Regions from separate parts of the Sus scrofa genome. Here region 1 is linked to region 2. The links are chromatin contacts, called in public Hi-C maps. All regions are on one chromosome and are shown on one strand. The core of a region is the stretch at or near the end of the contact, and the rest is flanking DNA. Distances in the headings are between cores, read along the strand shown. Region 1 holds the start of MYOCD (myocardin). Region 2 has its middle 110 kb from the start of MYOCD.

Evidence for each region. Hi-C and Micro-C count contacts between places; a contact is called where the count stands out from the background.
Region 1: a Hi-C map of embryonic fibroblasts shows a contact between it and region 2, with 2.4 times the contacts expected there. The contact joins the promoter of MYOCD here to the enhancer-like site in region 2. A contact is called at or near these places in 6 of 47 Hi-C or Micro-C datasets (embryonic fibroblasts, fetal heart ventricle, heart right ventricle and 2 more).

Annotation. Positions count from the first base shown.
Region 1 is chr12:56,930,231-56,934,397 of Sscrofa11.1, reverse strand. It overlaps MYOCD (myocardin), which reads right to left and starts at 2,770. Exons shown (of 14, transcript NM_213745.1): 1 at 2,716-2,770. The coding sequence starts at 2,770. LOC110256113 (a long non-coding RNA gene) reads left to right here and starts at 3,293. Exons shown (of 2, transcript XR_002337384.1): 1 at 3,293-3,346; 2 at 3,618-4,167.
Region 2 is chr12:56,823,821-56,827,953 of Sscrofa11.1, reverse strand. No RefSeq gene overlaps it. Among named protein-coding and RNA genes, the nearest start is that of MYOCD, 110 kb to the left of the region's middle. Within about 2 kb of position 1,358, at least 5 of the 83 cell types and tissues checked have an H3K27ac peak or open chromatin away from gene starts, as enhancers often do.

The DNA.
Region 1 (4,167 bases), core at 1,521-4,020, 110 kb before region 2:
GTTTGAGCAATCATCCTAGTACAAGCTTGACATATACAGATGAAGCCACGAGATTCAGAGAGAACTGAAAAACCCAGTGTCACGTTGCCTAAAAATATCAATAAGAGAACAATATTTTTTGAGGGCTTCCTAAGTGCCAGACATTTTTCTAAGTACTCTACTTGTATCATCACATTTAATAGTCACAGCCACTCTATAATCATTCTCATCATTCAAATGAAGCAAATCGAGGCAGAGAGAATTAGGTCACTGACCAAGGTTATATAGCTGGTAAATAAAGGTCTCTGCTAAAAAGCCAGAGAGTCTGGCACTAGGACCACACAATTGGTCATGAAACCCTGCAGGCTCTCCAGTAAGATGAGTCTGTATCATGTTTGTCCGGGTAAACTTTCATGTTTATTGCTTGGTAGCATGACTTTGCAGTTAATACCAAGGTCACTGGAACACAGAAAGTTAGTTGAAGCTGTGGGCAAACATGTCAATTTCAGAGTCGAAGCAGTTATCTGATCCCTTATAAACCAGCCCTACCACAAAGGGAGTCCTGCTATGCTCAGAGAACAATTGCATTTTACTTGTTTTTTTTTTTTTTTTTTTTGAAATCTTTTAAATGAAACACACCAGAACCTCCTATCACAGCAAACACAAGCAGTGAGATAGAGTTTTATGAGTTTACATGTTGAGTAGCTTGTGAAAGAAAAGAAGAAAAGCAATGAAAGCGGTGGGGAATGAAAACAGAGAAGAGGCCTTCTTTAGTCACTGCTGGCCGCCAAATAAACCCAGGACCCTTCGGAAGAGACCCTCCTGTTTGCATGCTGCCAGCTGGACTTCCGGGCTGTGGCTGTAATTATCGCCAGGAAGGAAAATCACTGTGCCCAATATCACATTTACTTAGTTTTACATTTGGCTTGTTTTCTTCTGTATCTTTCAGGAGATTTCTCAACCTTTTGCATCTCGGCTGACGAAACGACTGTGTCCGTTTCCAGACCCAGCTCCCCTGTCTATCAAAGGTAGAGGGTTGCACCTGCCTCTGGCTGCTCTGAGATCTTTTCCCAAAGCAACCCTTCCTGTGACACGAAAGCCCGTCCAAGTGAAAAACCAAAACCAAAACCAAAACCAACGTGAGGCTGCAATTGGAATCCTCAGAGCTCCAGGGTCCAGGTCTGCGGGGTCCACCCTGGAGACACCCAGGCTCCGCCAACCCACTGATACAGGAACAGAATAAATAGCGTCTTCCTTTGCACTGTGGCTGAAGGAAGCATTCGTTTGATGGGTCTGTTTCGCAACTCTACTACGAAGTGTACATCACCAAATCCTACTGAGACAAACCAGCCCCTCCTCTGCCCCTGGAGGAAACTGGCAAGGGAGCCTTTGAAATGAGCGGAGCTTCTTGCAAAAATAAATCCACATCCTCTCTTCTTCAGAAAGGTGGCAGTGTTGCCCTGCGGTTTCGACCAAATTACAAAGCAGAGGCGAAGTCTCTAGTGGATTAACAGGCCAACCACCTCACCTCACCGGGGAAGGAAGGGAAAGATTAATCCATGCAGGATCTGGCAGACTTGCCCTGGATCTTCAGGGCGCTGAGACTCACGGCTGCCTAAGTCCTCAAGTTTTCATCTCGCTTTGACCCGGTACAGAGCCACAGCAAATCGCCAGTGGACCCCACAGACACCTAAAAGCCAGGAGTTCCTAGAGAAGTCTCAGAGGACCTTACTCTCCAGCATCCACTCTTCTCGTTTCTTATAACATCCGTCCAAGGGAAACGCCGAGTGGCCCCCTTGGGGGGTGGGCAGGGGTTATGGAACACTTAGCAAACTACACCAGCATCCTTCTAACACCTGCTACAGAAATGCGCCCATCAGAATTCACAGAAAGTAACCCACCATCTAAACAGAAGTTGTAACCATGTATTTATCGAGCAGTTTGTTACCACTTTTATAAAACCAATATTCTGCACAGAGCTACTGAGAAGGATTTTAGGAAGCCTCCTGGTCTCAATGGGGAGGCCCACACATCCGTACCAACCCCTCATGTGGTAGTGAAAGCCCTGTCTCCTCTCCACTCACCTTCACACAGCGTCCTCTGAGAAGTTTCTCTATCACCACTAACACAGAAATTTGGGGGAAAAGTCTCCATTTATAAATATCAGATGGTTTGGGAAAAAATATTTGTGGCACTGGACTTTTTTTTTTTTTTTTTCCTACAGTGATGTCATTTTAAATACTTGGTGTGCTCCAAATTTGCTATTTTTACTTCCCCCAAGTGACTTTTTTGGGAAATACATTTGTTTGGATTAGCTACATTTGCAGTGACCCCTGTATCTACTATGCAAGACCAGGTCCATCTTCTCAGCAATTCTAACTGATACCATGCAGCTCTGAAGCATGAAGTCCCCTATTTGCTCACTTTCAAGGTTGTTCCTTTCGGACGGACCCTTTCAAAACTTCTGCTCACAGATACAGAGACAAAACATGAAATCAAACGACTGGCCTTTTCACAAACAAAAACCGCGCTCTATAACCCAAAGCGTTTGCAACAGACGACATTAAAGACCCACCCCCCCACCCCCAAACAAGTAAAATTCTTCACTTCCCAAATGTGCTTCTGGAGAACAGAGTTAAAGGAGCTGGCTTTGAAGCATTTATTGGAGATCAGACTGGAGCCGAGACGTGCAGGAGAGGAAAAGTTGAAGAAGGAATGCTAAGTGCTTAGCCCTACCTGATCTGAACTTGCTTCTAATCAGCAAAGAGTGCTCGGACCCCAGGAGTGTCATGTTGAGTCTCCGCGAGCCGCTGGCCCCTTGGCCAGATGCCTCCTGATTTCCACCAGCAACGGGCTCCCGGGAGCCCAGCTGACCGCAGTTAACAACCCAGAATTCATCCAACTTTCCGCGAGCGCCCTCGGGTAGGAGTACAGCGGCAGCCAGTGACCGAAACCAGGGTCCCCGGCAAAGTGGCGGCTTCCCCCCTCGCCGTGCGGGGCTACTCCACTCTCCGCCGGCGGGGCCCTGCGCCTCCTCGGAGTCTGGCGGGGCGCCGCGGCATCCCAGGCGTGCTCGGCTGATGTCATAGGCTGCCCGCGCCCGTCGAGCATCCCCACCACGCCTTTATGAAGGTCCCAAGTTTGCTATCTGATCCTTTTTTACTACTGACAGGAGCTCAGCCAATCAGGAGCAGCGAGCCGGGCCCGGGACTCGGAGCCGCCGGAGGAGTCCCGGGAGCTGGGCTTAACTCTTTGCGGCGAGCGGCGCGGCGGGGTGGGGGAGACGGGGAGGCGGCGGGCGCGCGCGCGGGGGCGGAGCCGCGGGCCGCGGGAAGGGGAGGAGCGCCGCGCGGCGCCCCGCGCGCAGGTGAGAGGGCAGGTGGGCGGGGGGGGCAGGTGGGCGGGGCCAGGTGGGTGGGTGGTGACCCGGGGGCGGGGCCTCTCCTGGGAGGCGGGCGGTGAGAGACCGGAGGCGGGAGGCGGGAGGCGGGAGGCGGGCGGTGGGCGTCTCCCATCCCGGGAAGGGACTTGCCAGCCCGCGAACTCCCGGCGACGGCGCTTTGCAGAGAGGCTGGACCCCTGAAAATAAGAGGCTTCCCAGGAACCAGGGTCCTTACATTCCCCGTCCGTTTGCACAGGGAGGCAGAGATGGAGCGTACATCTCCCAGCTCCCGCATCAAACCTGGATACACGTCCGCGGAGAAAACGAAACGCCTCTCATTTTTCTGGGATGTGCTCTTTTTGGACAAACTTTGCTCAGGGTGTCCGCAGATCCAGCTGGGACACTGTGAAGCCCTTTTGGGTTCTCAGTTGGGTTGAACTCTGGAAGGGAGGGTCTCTGGAGCTGAGGGATGTTGAGCTGGGTTTGGGCTCCGCTCGGCAAGGCTCAAAGACTTTTTCCACGAGGGAGTCCCTCCCTCCCGAGGGGAAAATCCGTCCCGAATACGACACCGAGTGACTGCGCATCCAGAATGTGCCAGGTGTGATAGGCTCATCTGTAAATAAAACAAAGACCCCGCTCTCAAGAATCTTGTGTCCTTGGGGCCGCACAGAAAATGAAAACTAAGCTCTATGCACACATAGTTTGGGGTTGGATTTTTTTGCAACCTGCTATGCACGTGAGCCTCCAGTACCATCTATGGCGTGTGTCTGAGAGCGCTAAACCCTGCAAAGCTCAGGCGGTGACAG
Region 2 (4,133 bases), core at 109-2,608:
TGACCTTCTGCCACCTGTGTTCTTCTTCCTTTTTTTAAAAAACAATGTTATTTAATGGCCGCACCCAAGGCATATGGAAATTCCTGGGTCAGGGGTGGAATCCAAGCCGCAGCTGCCACCTATGCTGAGCTGCGGCAATGCTGGATCCCTCCACCCACTGTGCGGGGCCGCAGTGGGAACTCCTGAGCCTGTGTTCTCAACTGCTTCTCTAATCCACCTGCTGTAAAGAGAGCAGCTGCCTTTGCGGACTGCCTGCCCTGAGCCAGGCCTTCCTCTGGTGCCTTCATGACAGTGATGGGAAATGACCAGGAGATATCTGCCCACATTTTTCTCTCATCGGGCAGCTAGGCTGTCGGTCTTCATGCTTCGGCGGAGGGAAAACCAGCAAAGTGTAGATAAAAGAGTCATATTTTTAGCTTTTGAGTCTCACATCCCAGGCGCTGGGCATAAACCAAAGATTGAGAAGCTTGGATGAAAATCTGGGAAACTCCTTCTCCAGACCTGATACGACTATTCAAACCGGGGGAGGTGGAGGTCGGGGGGAAACCAAGAAAGCCGATCTGATGGTGGGGGTGCCCGGGAAGGAACCCTTCCCACCTGCCCTGCAGCCCAGCATCCCTCACAGGACACGGCTGCAGCATCCGGACCGGCCTGAGGATGGCAAATGAGATGGTTCCATGGCCTCCTCAGATCTGAGCGTGGACATCCTGATGTGACTGAGCTCATGTCTCCATAACTAAGAAATATCGGGGCTCCAAAGAGAAATTCAGTAGATGTATAACAAAATAAGGTCCCATATGGTCCCATCACACATTCGAGATCTCGCTCTGCTGCCCAGGGTCCCTGTGTGGTCTCCCCAGAGGAGAGCCTTTGATTACAGAGGGGAGAATTCCTTCCCTGGGGGCCACAGCTAATCAGCAGGTGGGAAAGCACACCGGGAGAGAAGCAAAAAATCAACACTAAAGGAAAAAAGAAAATCAAAGACGCTGTAAGAGACAAGTGGAGTCTGCAGAGCAGAACCCCCTGAGCTCCATCCATCCCGGAAAGGCCAGTCCTTTCTGTCCTCCAGGAAAAGGAAGCGTTTGGTCAGGATCTACTTACAGTTTCAGTTGGCGAACCAGTCACTTCCTCGGTCCCTTTCCCCGAAGCTCTAGCGTGGAGCTGGACATTGTGAAAATGGAAGCAGCCTCCACGAAGGAGTTACTGCGCCTGTGTTGTTGCTGTGAAAAAAAAAAACTGCATGTGGATCAGGGTTCTATCTTGGAAATTATGCTTTGCGACAAATATGTTATGAATGACTACTCATAAAACCATGCCAGGACGTATGCTATCGCGGCGTTCAAGTATTTTAACCTGCCGTGACCTCGCCTGTGATAAATCATGGGAAACGGGAGAGAATTCTCTTCAGTCACTGCACTGTTTCACTCGCTCAAGTCATTCACGGCTCTAAAAATACAATTTATATCATCGGATTCCTGAAATTCCTTCAGTGCTTACATTCTGATTTAAGTGGCATTAAAGCCAGGGCGATTAAGCTGAGAAGTCCAAGGCTACCAACCGGTGTCCCCTGGGTATCAGCTGTCCATCAGATGGAGAGCAAGGCCAGGCAGACCCGCAGCAAGGGTGCAGCGAGAGGGTGGCCTGCGGGTTTGGGGAAAAGGCCTGGGATTCGCAGCCTGAGAAAGGATCTTTCAGTGAAACATGTGGACAAGAATTAATCCAGCGTAAGGTGAGCAGGTCATTTAATGTCCAGTGCGGGACATTTTTGGGGAAGGATGGGGGTGGGGATTGACCATGGATATTCTCGGGCCCAGACTCAGCCATAACTTAGGGCTGTTGTGCTCAGACAGTGGACCCTAACAATGGACACATAGTGGACAATGAGGTTGCGTCCACTCCCTTGTCCGCACACCAGCTAGAGAAAGCAGTGGGTCCTCCAGCCACTCTTCCCTGCGGTCCTGACAGTCTCACCCTGACCCTGTGGCCCCACCCACCGTCTCCAGCAGAGTTCTGGGGGATTTATAGCACATCCACTTGCATGCATGAAAAGAGAGGCAGGGGATGGGGTTGGATGTGTTGCTTTTCTACATAAAGGGCTATAACATTTGGGACATGATGTCCAGTAGTGCTATAGTGAGACAACGCCGTGCTGGAAAAGACAACCGCCGATGGAGATGCAATCACACTGTAAATCACAGTTTTGGACAGTAACCTCTGCAAGCTCAGGGTCCTCTACCAGGAAAATTAGGTAGCTGGATTAGATCTGCAGTTCTCAACCCAAGCTCTGTAGCAGAATCACCCAGAGAAATTTAAAAGCACACCCATGTCCTAGCCCACCACCAGATTTTATTTAATGAGTCTAGGGTTTGGGGCGGCCGGTGGCAAATGATTCTGATGTGTAGCCTGGACTGAGAGCTAGGAGGCTAGAACAAGTCAGAGGCCTCCACCAACTTTTATGCAGCAGCCTCTGTGATAGTCTTGAGCTTTCTGGGAAAAGGAATAAGAGTAACCTATGACTACTGGCATTGGCCTCTTTAGCTGGGAATGTTCTGATAGAGTGTCTCCTAGGATGCTCTGTGGACGTTTTCTAGCCCCATCATATGGCTCAGGACAAATCAGTAGTAAACCATATAATTCTGATGCATTCTCTCCTAGGAAGACACAGCACAGGGCTCAGGATTAGACAGAGGTTAAATCAGGAGTGATTATCTACATAGCTGATGTTCCTAATGTTGTGATTAGTTAATCAATTAATTAATCTACTTATTTAAATTTTATTTTATACCAGAGTATAGTTGATTTACGGTGTTGGTGTAGTTTCTGGTGGACCACAAAGTGAATCGGTTATACATATACATTTATCTATTCTTTGTCAGGTTATTATGGGGTATTGAGTAGAGTTTCTTGTGCTCTGCAGTAGGTTCTTATTAGTTACCTATTTTAAATATAAAATACAGTAGTGTGTATATGTTAATACTAAGCTTCTAATTTACCCATCTCCTCCTCCTTTCCCCTTTGGTAACCATAAGTTTGTTTTCAGTGAGTCTGCTTCTGTTTTGTAAATAAGTGCATTTGTATCACTTTTTCTTTTTCTTTTCTTTTTATTTTGGGGGGGAGGCGCACCCATGGCATATGGAGGTTCCCAGGCTAGGGGTCTAACCAGAGCTGTAGACACTGGCCTACCCCACAGCCACAGCAACACGGGATCTGAGCTGCATCTGCGACCAACACCACAGCTCGTGACAATGCTGGATCCTGAACCCACTGAGCGAGGCCAGGGATCGAACCTGTGTCCTCATGGATACTAGTCAGATTCATTTCTGCTGAGCCCCGATGGGAACTCCTGTATCACTTTTTTAGGACTCCACAAATCATACACACACACATATAGAAAGCTCTTCCGAGGGTTCCAGTTTGATGCTCTGTGCTGACCAGAGTCAGATTTTGAAGCGGACCTGAGTCTTTCTAGGTCACAACTTATTCCACTCTTGTTACACATCTCATATAATGCTCTGGGATACTGTCGGTGACATAAGTGCCTAGGGAACCAATTGTGGCCGTAAAAACACTGTTAATGAGAAAAATCCTTCTCACTAGCCATACTCCAGGGAATTCTGGATTTGATTACCCACTTTTCAATGCTTGACAATTTGACTGGTATTTAATGCCTTCTCATTTTTCCTGATAGGGACCGCTAAGCACGTTATGTTCCTTCTCCCAGTTGGCAACGCCACAAAGGCCAGCAATAAAAACCCCCACTTGTGTAATAAACTCTTGTACAATCTACTGCTTATGAACAAGGTCCCTGAAAGTGTGCAACCTTTCTGCACATTAAACACAAAACAGATGGAGAGTTGAAAATAACTTTCCTCTTCAGGGGAGGGGAAAGTCAAAGAAGAGAAGGCAAGATTCACAGTCAGAGTCCCGAGTTACCAAGCCAGAGGCTGAACTCTCCGTTCCAGGCTGTCAGGGGCAGACGCATTCTTTCAGCAAAGCTCCAGGGACCTCGGGGACCTGTGGGGTGGGAAGGGGGAGGCAGCTGGGCTTCAGGGAAAGGCTGTGTGGGGCGGCGAGGCAGGCAGCCTCAGCTGCCACTTGCTGGCCAAGTAACCTGGGCAAGGCACGGATTCCTC